Linked DNA regions of Mus musculus: all the other regions are linked to region 1. Evidence: chromatin contacts called from public Micro-C and promoter capture Hi-C data. All regions are on one chromosome and are shown on one strand. Each heading gives the region's core, a stretch centred on a gene start, on an enhancer-like site or on the middle of the called end of the contact. The rest is flanking DNA. Distances are from core to core; before and after follow the strand shown.

Region 1 (3,546 bases), core at 684-3,183:
ACTTTTGAAATGAGCAGTTTACAAAGGACCTATGAATAAAATCTAACTATTGCACTACATTCTCAGAAAGACCTTCCTGTGACATAATTTCATTGTTTAGTTCATTAATTGCGTAACACTAATCACTTTCTGCAATTACCTTACCATTTACAGTCTTCTTGCTTATAAAATTAACTTTTCTGTTGTTAATGTTGATCCCCAGTATACAGAACTTAAATTTGTGCAATGAGCAAATTTATTTTTTGATTCCCTGTGTAGCCATGGCTGTCCTGAAGCTCACTCTGTAGACCAGGCTAGTCTCAAACTCACAGAGATCCACCCTCTTCTGCCTCCAGAGTGTTGAGATTAAGAGTGTATGCCACCACTGCTTGGCTGCAAATTCTCGTTTTAGTTATCTATAATTAGTGCTTTTTAAATGTCTTGTGTACTGGAGCGGTGGAGACAGGAGAGTGAACTGGAGACTTCTCCCTCCTCCTCCAACACCTTCAGAAGGCAGCTCTGGAGATGAAGTGCTTGCTGTGTGAACAAGAAGACCTGCATTCCATTCCCAGAATCTACTTCAAGGATGGGCAAAGGAATGCAAGGTTGTGATTCTTGTGCTGTCAAAGAAGATGAAGCAGAAAGGTCATCCTACACTACTTGGTGAGCTCCAGGCCAGCAAGAGACCCTGTCTCAATAAATATAAAAAAGTCTTGTAACATGAGACTTTGTAACATGTTGTAACAGCTCAACATGCTGACCAGTGATAAATTATTAACGATATAAAAATATCCTGCTAATTTTTCTTTTATTCTTTTGTTTTGTTTTCTTGTTTTGTTTTTTCGAGACAGGATCTTTCTGTGTAGCCCTGGCTGTCCTGGAACTCACTCTGTAGACCAGGCTGACCTTGAACTCAGAAATCTGCCTGCCTCTGCCTCCCAAGTACTGGGATTAAAGACGTGTGCCACCACTGCCCGGCATTTTTTCTTTTTCCCATGTAAATAAGGGCTACTTATTTATTTTTTTTCAACTGCAGATCAGCTGACAACTTCTTAAAGATTTGGTTCCTATGTCTAGCTAAGTGAAATTCTCAAGCGTCTTTGTCTACCCTTGCAAACATACACCAGTATTTCCCCACATTCATCCACATTTCTCAGAGAACTTCATTCCACTGTACGAAATCCCTCATCCTGGTAAACGGATGACGAATTTGATCTGAACACTGATGGTTTGATAAGACTGGAAGGATGTTCGTGAGCTGTATTTTCCGTTTTGAGAGCAGTCTTGCCATTTGGTAACAATGTTACAGTTCCTCCTTTCCTCATACCCAGATATTAAAGATATACAGCTTTGTTTCATGGAAGTTCTGATTGTCTCTCTTAGACATTTTGCTAAACTTCTTGTTTGGTGATGAGGATCAAACCCAGGGCCTCTAACTACTGAGCTCTTTAACCGCAGTCTTTCAAATTCTAAATACTTAGCATAAAGGGTTAGATATTTTTAGATAGATGTCTTTTTTTTTTTTTTTTTTTTTTTTTTTTTTTTACGGCTGCTTGCCTCTCTTGGTTTTGCTTGTGATCTTTTTGGTTACCAAGGAGATCGAGCCTGAGCCCCCAGTCGCTAGATCTTCCTAGAGACTAAGTGCGGGCGTCAATGGAAACCGCACCTCAAGTCACAGACCTAGGTCTCCTCCTAGAGCCCTAGCAGTTTGGGAGGGTCAGAGGCGGGCCTGGGTCCCAGAGGCTTTCTCTTGCCACCCAGCCGCGCGCGCCCTCGCACGCCCCGCCCCGTGAGAGGCCGCGTGACGGACCCGTGAGCCAGCCAATGGCAGGCGGCCCCGCCTCCCCACCCCCACCCCGCCCCCCGCTCAGTTTGCTGCCACGTGATACGGCTCGTCGCCAGCCAATCGCCGCGACCTCAATCTCGCGCTCCGCCCCGCGCGCCGTGGCCGTTTGAAGTGACTAATTTCTGTCATATGACTGAGGCGCCCATGGGGGTGGCGGGGTGGCGGTAGGAGCGGGGGGCCTCCTGCGAGCTCCCAGCCGAGCGACCCCAGTCTTGCGGCGGCCAGCATGGCCCCCACCCTGTTCCAGAAGCTCTTCAGCAAGCGGAGCGGATTAGGCGCGCCGGGACGAGACGCCCGCGACCCGGACTGCGCGTTCAGGTGAGGCGTCGCGGGCCCCCGAGGGGTCGCGGCCTCGGGCGGGGCGTGCGGTCCCCTGCCCTCTTCGCTAGGCTGTTTATGCCCCGCCCGCGCCACGCGCCGCGTCCCCAGCCCCAGCACGGCGGCCTCGGGAGGCTGTCGGTCCGCACGCTGCCCGGGCTGCGACCTCACCGCAGGCCTCCGGGGCCCGGCCGGGAGCTGCTGTCTCCCTGTGATCCGCAGCCCTCGGGTGGCTTTGTGCAGACTGTCGCGCGTTCGGCCAACCTGCGGAGCACTGAGGAGGCTGGAGGAGCGAGTGGGCAGGCTGGCGGTCTGTCAGGCTTCTTGGAAACTAAAATTGGAGCTGTGCAGTTCTCTTGCCGAGCGACCTTAGTGTTATCGAAGGAGAAATGCGAAACCGAAGTGGTTAGGGTTACTACTGACCAGACTCGAGGAGGACTTGCGGTAGAACTTACTGTCGAATTTTCTTTCCCTTCTTACACCTGTTACTGAAAAGGAGTTTCTTGCAAATGGAAAACGGTAGCTGTGTGTGTGTGTGTGTGTGTGTGTGTGTGTGTTTGTTTGTGATTGCATGCTTTGTTTCTTTCTGATTGCAGTACCTGTTGCTGGTACAGTAACTTTTTAGAATTGTCAGATATATAGAAGCTTAGCTCAATGGTTAAATTCAGCCGTGGAATTGTATTTGAAGAAGATATTGTTTTGTCTTCCATAATGCGCTATGGAAACTTTCGCATGTAACTAGGCCAAATGTCACATATCAGACAAACTTGGCTGTATGGCCGAGAACTCAGTTGTACAGTAATAGTAAAAGGGAAACAGTGTCAAATTTTGCAGCAAGCCCAAGTATCAGATGACTGCACTACATAAGTCTTAGAGGCTTTAATATTTTTCAAATTATCCACGCTGTCAATAATACAGATCCCATCAGGAAACAATGTGTGAGATTGAATATCAAATGGCAAGTAATTTAACTGATATTTAATGGGAGAAAAAGGTCAGTTACCGTTTTGGAAACAAGCTTAACAAAAGAATTTTCATGGCAGTGGCTTTTCTTCGTAATGGGAAGTAAATGTCTTGTGCCGTAGTCATCTGACAGTTGTTTTTCCTTTGAAAAGCGAAAGTGCAGATAACACCAGATAATACACCGGGACACCTAGGAAAACCAGAGACCCGGGAAGCAGCCTCTGGAGAGAGATTTAAAAGATAACATTTGAATAGACCACTGTTTCTATTTCTGTGCAGAGACTGACTTTGGGTAACCAAGATTACAAGAGTCTCAATTTGTTAATGTGACCAAAATCTACTTTTTGAGTAAGTGTTCTATATGGTTGTGTAAGACTTTACTGCTGCCAAAGAACTTTCCCATCAGTTATCTCATTTCACAGTAACCTTGTGAGATAGAG
Region 2 (3,546 bases), core at 286-2,785, 550 kb before region 1:
AAATGCCAAACAGGTACTCCTAGCTTCTCCCTACTGCTCCTGAAACCATTTCTTGATGTTGGATCTAGACCTAAGGGCTAACTAAACTCACCAAGAAACTATCTCCAACTGGCCAATCCCAATCCCTGATACTCAATGAACCAGTTGCTCAATAGTATCACAGAAGATTCTTCTCATATTCTGCATATTCAATACTGCTGAGCCTCCAGGAAACTACAGTTGGTGCCCAAGTCCCCAAACACATCCACATGCACCATTAAATGGCCTGCCACACCCCCAGCAGAGTGACTGAGAAATGTCAAAGTCACCCAAGAATAAAGTGCAAGGGGATGAGGAATTAGGTTTCCATCGCTTTTCAGAGTAACCTTACATGCCTTACCGAACCTCTCCAGTGATCTTGTCCCAGAATACTGTGGAAAAGACTCCATACCAACAAGTCACCCTGGATAGATCTGCAGACACATGGGTCCTTAAGAAGTAACAATCCATCGCGGGCAAATGGAAAACAGTTTCTCCTGGGGCATGGCAAGCCTTCATTTTGGGATGAGGACAGGTGAGGGAAGAAAGAATAACTCCAGAAAAGGTAGAGAGTTTGGAACACACGTTTCTTTAACTTTAAAAAGTTCTGCAAAGAGTCTTTCCTTTCTGAACAGAGGCTAAAACTGTGGCCTCTTCTCTGGAGCAAGTCTGAATCCGGCCCCTCTGAATCACATCACTACCTCGAGAAAGTCCCACCCCTCAGGGTCTCAGGGCATCTCCTAAGGGGCAGAACCTTCTGGACTCTATCTTCAATGGGACCCTATGGACGGATGGTCTGCCAGACACTTGTCCCCTGAGGGGCGTACTATGGCTAGAAGTCATCTCATAAAATGTTCCTGGGCCACCTGACTGGAGGATGCTCATCAGCCTGTGCGTTGGACGAAGGGCTACAACCGTCGCCGCGATGTCACCAGACCCTGATAGGGGGGCTGTCACCTACCTCTGTCACGATGGTGGACAGGAAGACGTCCTTGTCGTACTCCCAGCCATCCAGGCAGCTCTCCTGCTCCAGCTGCTCCAGGTCCACGTCCCGCCCCGGCTCCAGCCCTAGCTCAGAGAAGTTGGCGATGGTGGCCAGTCGGTAGCGGCGGCATTTCTGAGGCACCTGTCGTCCGTCCTTCGTCTCCAACGGGATACTGTGGTTGCGCCACGCGCTGCTCAGGTTCACGGTGTGAGGCACAAGGCAACGGTGCTCCGGGGTCCCCGCCAGGAACACGATGGACATACCATTGAAGCCATTGGGGATGATGCTGGCGCTGAGCAGGAAGAAGATGAGGCGCTGGAAGGGCCCCCACTCGCCTAGGAAGGCGGTCACCTCGTCGTAGTCCCGCATGCCGTCCTCAGCCTCCCACAGCGCCCGTATGGGAATAAGGGGACACCGTGGCGCGGGAGACGGGGCGCTGAGAGCCTCTGCGTGCAAGGCTCGTGAGTTCCCACCGACGCCTCCGACTCGGCCACCGCCAACTTTACATAGGGCCTGAGGGCGGGGCGGGCTCTGGGCATGGGCCTGGGCCGCAAGGCCCGCCCCGCCGTCCCGGCTCTGAGGCGCGGCGCGGCGCGGCACGGCGGGGGCGGGGCAGGGGCCTGAGTGACGCACAGTGGGCGCCGGCCATCGGCCGCGCGTGCGCCTGAGGCGGAGCCGAGCTAGGACTCAGAACTAGCTGGGCGGTACAGAAGGCGGGGCTGAACCGGGCTTCAGAACTGTCAGCGAGGGAGGGGTGTGGCTTCATTCGACCACGCCTCCATAGTCTCTACGGGGCCCGGGTTGGGTGAACACTTCTAGTTCCGCCCAGACTGGAAGACTGAGGCGGGGCGTCTGTGAGCCACGCCCCTAACAGGTCCGCTCTAGGGGGCGGAATTGGGTCTTTTCAGGACACTTCCTGGAGCAGGTTCCCAGGGTGCCCTTCTCTTGAGGGAAAGGGTGACTTTGAAAAGTTTGTGTCCAAGGCCATCCTGGGAAGACCATTCTGGGTGTTCAATGGAAAGAGGCTTAGAATTTAAGCAGTAAACAGCCCACCTTCTCAAATTTTTGTTGTGGTTGAGAGATATTGTGAACCTCGGAGAGTCTCATTGACAACGACAGCCTTTGTTGCAGTTTTTCCTGGAAAGACTGCCATCTTTTGTGGCTGCGGAGATAGCTCAGCTAGGACTCTCTTTAAGAGTCCAGATTGCTCCTCCAGAGGACCTTGGCTTGCTTCCTAAAAGGCATAGGGCAGCTCACAGGCCCAGTAGGCATGCACTCGGCACATTAGACAAAACAGACTTGCAGGCAAAACACTCATACACATAAAATAAAATAATAGTTATATATATTTACATATAATATATACATATATTAAAAAGGGGTGGATTTTGAGACTGGTGATGAGAAAGGTGGCAATGAATTTTAATTCCCAGACTATTATGTTCTTAAATTATTTTGTTGTCTTTTGATTTAAGAAATAGTAAAATTTTGACTTCAAGATTAAGGATCTTAGTGTAGGATTAATCTCTCAGATTTGTAATTTTTACAATTAATGCAGGAGCCAACTTGTTAAAAAACCAAAACAAAAACTTACCAGAGTTTGTGGCAAAGGACCTTAATCAAGTCTGGTCTTTATAGCCAGTTCCAGGTTCTCAAATAAACAACAACAACAAACTTTACCATGAAACCCATTATTTTGTCCTAGTAATATATTCTAAAAACCAACAACACCCAAAAACAAAACAAAAAACAAAAAACCGACCAGCAACTGTATGATTCTGAAGCAACACTGTCTAATAAAATAAGAAGTTACCCTTATAATTTTATCTATATTTATTTTTTTGAGATGAGTTTTGCTATATTGCCCTGGCTTGCTCAGTAGCTTTGACCTCAACTGACCAACCGTGCTCCTCAGCATTGCGGTGGAACAGGCAAACATTGTAACTACAATTGCTTTAGTAGCTGTTAGTAACTTTTCTGGTTACAGAGACAAAGCAACTTAAGCGGAAAGGGTTTGTTCGGCTCAGTAGTCAGAGGGTGGAGTCAGTCACTCCCGGAAGGCTGGGTGGCAGGAGTCTGCTTGTCACAGTCGCCTCATTCAGGAAGCCAGGAGAGAGAAATGCTGGCGCTCAGCTTGCTTTCTCTCCTCTTACTTAGTCCTGAACCAAAGGCCATGGAACAGATGCTGCCACTCTGAGGGTCACTCTTCCCACTCCAGCTAACGAGATCTAGAAGCTTCCTCACAGACACCTAGAGGTTTCTCTCTTAGGTGATTCTAGACCCTGTCAAGTTGACAACAATAATTGTCACAGCCATATTAATAAAATGTCCAGATCTAGTAAATAAAAATTTTACGTGGTCAGATTCAAGTTTTGCATAAAGAACTAACAATCTGAATTATAGTTATGTATTGGCATATGCAGGGACATGTGAGGTTGAGATATAAGTGGCTGCCCTGTGTTCTTCCTCCCTGGCAGTGCTCATAGTAGAAGCCTTTAGAGCTGGGGTGTTGCTCAGTGGGAGAGTGCTTGCCTTACACACAC
Region 3 (3,546 bases), core at 266-2,765, 520 kb after region 1:
CAGGGAGTGTGGATCTTCCTCTCTCAGGGGATCTCAGGCCTACTGCTGGGGCTCACTTTGCCTGGATCTCACTGAGAGCTGTCTGAGGAGGTGGCCTCTGGCCACGGCTGCTGGCTTCCTCGCCAGCCTTGTCCTCCTCTTTCTCCTCCCCGGCTCTTTCTCCTGTGTCCCTAACCTGCCTGTTATTCTCTGGTTTCTAGGACAATGACACCAGGGAAATTCCCAGCTCCTCATACACTGGCCCTGCCAGGCCCCTCCCACGGTCTCGAGGAGTCCTGGGTCTTTCCTTCTCTGGCTTCTCTCCCTCTGGCCCGCCTGACTCCAAATCAGAGTATCAAGCTGGCTCCAAACTGGGATCCTAGCTTGCTCCTCATCATCTTCCTGGAAGTGGGAAGAGATTAGTCCCTAAGGGAGGCAGACCCATAGGACCAGAACATTGCCCAATCCTGGGAAGCCCTACCAGGCCCCAATAGCATTTCTCTCTCAATCTACCCCATACCTTCTCATGTCTTCTAGAATCTCGCCACATTCCTCCCTCATTCTGCAGTCCAGAGGTCACTGTCAAAAGTCAGACCCAGCCTCTGGCCCTTACCTCCCCCAGCCAGGGACTTCCCTAGGCTGGCCCTCTGACCAGCTTCGGAAAAACTGGACTGCTTATTATCAAAAAAAGAAGTCCCCACCATCTGCCAGCCCTTGGCCCCACTCCCAGGGCCTCAAGTTCTCGGTGAAAGGTTCACCCTCAGAAGGAGCCAGTGGGCCTCAGAGCAAAGAAGTCTGGAGACAGGGGAGGGGTTCCTTCATTCCAGTGCTGAGGAGGGGCTCAACAGCTATTGTGTCCCCCAGGGAGCAAGATGGGTTTCCACCAACCTTCCTTGTTTGGGTTTAGACTTCCAAACTGCCCAGCTCATCCCACACCATCCCCCTCAAAATTCACATTCACACAGAGACAGACACCCAGACCATCCACAAACATAAACACTCCCATGGACCGATATATGTACCTGCTCCTGGGAGCCTGACACAAATGCAAACATGTCCTCTCACACACAAGAAAATATGGGAACAAGAAAGAGAAAAGTCCCCTTCACCCCTCAGAGAGAGGGATAGTACAGAAAAAGAGAAAGTCTCTCTTTCCTTCCCTTTGGAAAAGTTGCAGACATTCGGAGAGAAGATTGGTCAGAACAAGTACGAGGGAGAGAGACAGAGGTCAGAGGGCAAAGGAGGCTCAGGGAAGAACAGAGACACAGAATTCAAGGCCCTAGGTGGGCCCACCAAGCTAGGCTGGGGAGCAAAAGACCCCAGCTGGCAGAGAAGAGGAGGCCAAGCAGTTACTGACACACAGCTGGGAAGGTCTGGTGGCCTTGACATTACCGTGTGACGCTCCTGGAATCTGCCTTGTCACACCTACCTTCAGCCCAGGTCACTCATCCGAGAATGCACGAGGTGATCTGAAGATGTGCCCAGTGAGTGCGGCCATGCCTCCCTGTGTCCCTGTGAAGGTTGCTGGGCTTTCTGAGCTTCTGCAGGAAGGAGGGCTGGGCGGAGCTGACTCTGAGGCAGGAGGGGAATTCCCCCATGATGGAGAAGCCAGCCACCAGGCAGCCCCACAAGGCCGAGCTGAGGCCCCATCCCGCCTCTGGCAGAGCAGAGGGCCCTTTGCCAGCCTCCACCTGTTGCTCCCCAGGCTGCCTGTCACTTGTGGTAGATTCCAGGAAGGGGAGGGGGCTCTGGAGAAGAGCTGAGAGCCTGCTGGCTCCTGAGCTGGGCTGGGAATCAAGCAAAGGCAGGTACAAGGACACAGGCCACCTGGGCTGCCCTGCTGGGATGGCCTGGAGATATATGTTTCCTCTTTTGTTCAAAGTGGGGGATTCCAGTGTGCGTGGCCTTGGGGAAATCTCCAGGCATCCTGCTCACGTCCTCCTGTCTTGTTCCTGCCTCATCTGCTCCCAAGCATCCTCTCCAGAGGAGGAAAAGTTTCTCATTCTTCCCCAGATGCTGAGTCTTGCTGAGTCTCACTTGGATGTCCAGCCACACTTGGAAACCCTTGGCCCGTTCTGAACCTGCCAGCTGCAGTCTGAGCATGCCACTTCCTCCTGAGCTTTGTGTGATGGTTATTCTCTATGATCAACTTCACTGGATTTAGAAGTCTCGAGGAGATACACCTGGGGTGTGCCTGTAAGGCCTTTTCCAGAGAGGTTTTCCAAAAGAGGGAAGACCCACCTTGAATGTGGACAGCACTGTCCGGGGAGGCTGGGGTTCCAGACTGAATGAAAAGTGGGGATCAGGAGAGGGTTGTTCAAGCACTGTTTTCTGCTTTCTCTGCTCTTCCTGATCCACTAGATGTGAGCGAGCCCCCGGATGCACTTGCCACCACAGCTTAGAGCCACTCCCACACTGCCAGGCCTTCCTACCAGAGTGGACTGTATCACCTCAAACTGGGAGCCAACATAAACCCCTCCTCTAAGATGCTGCTTGTCAGTCTTTTGTCACAACAAATGACTGCTCACACATGCACGTGTCACTGACCCCCATCTCACTCACTGTCACACCCACTGCAAAGTGGGAAACTGAGTCTTGCTCTGTCTGCTTTCTGCAACTGTACCAGAAGCCAAAAGATGCTTTGTCGACACCCCTTGTAAACCACTGACTACATATATAAAGTTACCCACTGCCATTCACTACCTGCCACAAAAATGTCTGAGGAGATAGGAAGAGGCCACCTGGGTGAGAGAGGCTTTCTTGATTATCCCTAGTTCAGGACTGTCCTATCCAACTGAGTGACCATTATCCACATATGGTGGATCAAATGTAAATTAACTAAACCTAAATAAAAGCAATAATTGAGGAAATGAGGAAATAGCTCAGTGGGTAAAGTGCTCACTGATTTTGAGCCCCAGCACCCAAATTTAAAAGTCTGGTGTAGATACACACAGGCCAGTGCTGGGGAGGCAGAGACAGGATATCTGGGATCTGTGGGTCAGCCAGTCTAGCTAAACTGATGAGCCGGAGGCAGTGAGAGAACCTGTCATAAAAAACAAGATGGTTGTCACCTAAGGAGTAACACCTGAGGTTCACTGCTGGGCTTCACGTATATGTACACACATATGCACATGTCCTACACACTCACACTCACACACACATACACACACACACACACACACACACACACACACACACACACACTCAGTTCCTTAATAGCATTAGGCACCTTTCATTGTGATGTATAGCCAGGATGACAGCTGTTCCTACATGTGACTTGAGGTTACAGGTGTGTACTACTATGCATGTGGCTTTGAGCCCTTGAAGAGTGGTCAGTGCCATGAGGAAGATGGTATGGTGTAGAAAAGAGTGCTAGACTGGGAGTCAGGAAACCCCTAACTAAATTCACTTAGAAGTCATTTCTCCTGTCTGGTCTTCAGTTTCTGAATACCACATGGGCCTACAAGTCTGTCCATTCCCTGCACCATTGCAGAGGGTGTTGTTGGATGGCACTGTTCTGGAGGCTGTGGCATATGATCAGATAGTTACAGCAAACACTGGAAAAGA

The links. Promoter capture Hi-C pulls out the DNA fragments that hold promoters and counts their contacts. A called contact is a pair of places that touch in the nucleus more often than the background predicts.
Region 2: a Micro-C map of embryonic stem cells shows a contact between it and region 1, with 3 times the contacts expected there. The contact joins the promoter of Slc22a5 here to the promoter of Fnip1 in region 1. A contact is called at or near these places in 7 of 39 promoter capture datasets (the C10 cell line, cranial neural crest, embryonic stem cells and 3 more), 5 of 484 Hi-C or Micro-C datasets (CD4 T cells, embryonic stem cells and muscle stem cells), 8 of 115 datasets of contacts at active chromatin or transcription factors (the 230-238 cell line, effector CD8 T cells, embryonic stem cells and 3 more) and 1 of 9 other capture datasets (adipose tissue).
Region 3: a promoter capture Hi-C map of pre-B cells shows a contact between it and region 1, with 4 times the contacts expected there. The contact joins the promoter of Tnip1 here to the promoter of Fnip1 in region 1. A contact is called at or near these places in 2 of 39 promoter capture datasets (liver and pre-B cells) and 5 of 115 datasets of contacts at active chromatin or transcription factors (double positive thymocytes, embryonic forebrain, memory CD8 T cells and 2 more).

What each region holds. Positions count from the first base shown.
Region 1 is chr11:54,436,246-54,439,791 of GRCm38.p6, forward strand. It overlaps Fnip1 (folliculin interacting protein 1), which reads left to right and starts at 1,934. Exons shown (of 18, transcript NM_173753.4): 1 at 1,934-2,143. The coding sequence starts at 2,052. LOC115487771 (a long non-coding RNA gene) reads left to right here and starts at 2,150. Exons shown (of 2, transcript XR_003949675.1): 1 at 2,150-2,662; 2 at 3,386-3,546.
Region 2 is chr11:53,890,168-53,893,713 of GRCm38.p6, forward strand. Slc22a5 (solute carrier family 22 (organic cation transporter), member 5) reads right to left here and starts at 1,536. Exons shown (of 10, transcript NM_011396.3): 1 at 980-1,536. The coding sequence starts at 1,372.
Region 3 is chr11:54,961,425-54,964,970 of GRCm38.p6, forward strand. It overlaps Tnip1 (TNFAIP3 interacting protein 1), which reads right to left and starts at 1,516. Exons shown (of 19, transcript NM_001199275.2): 1 at 1,409-1,516.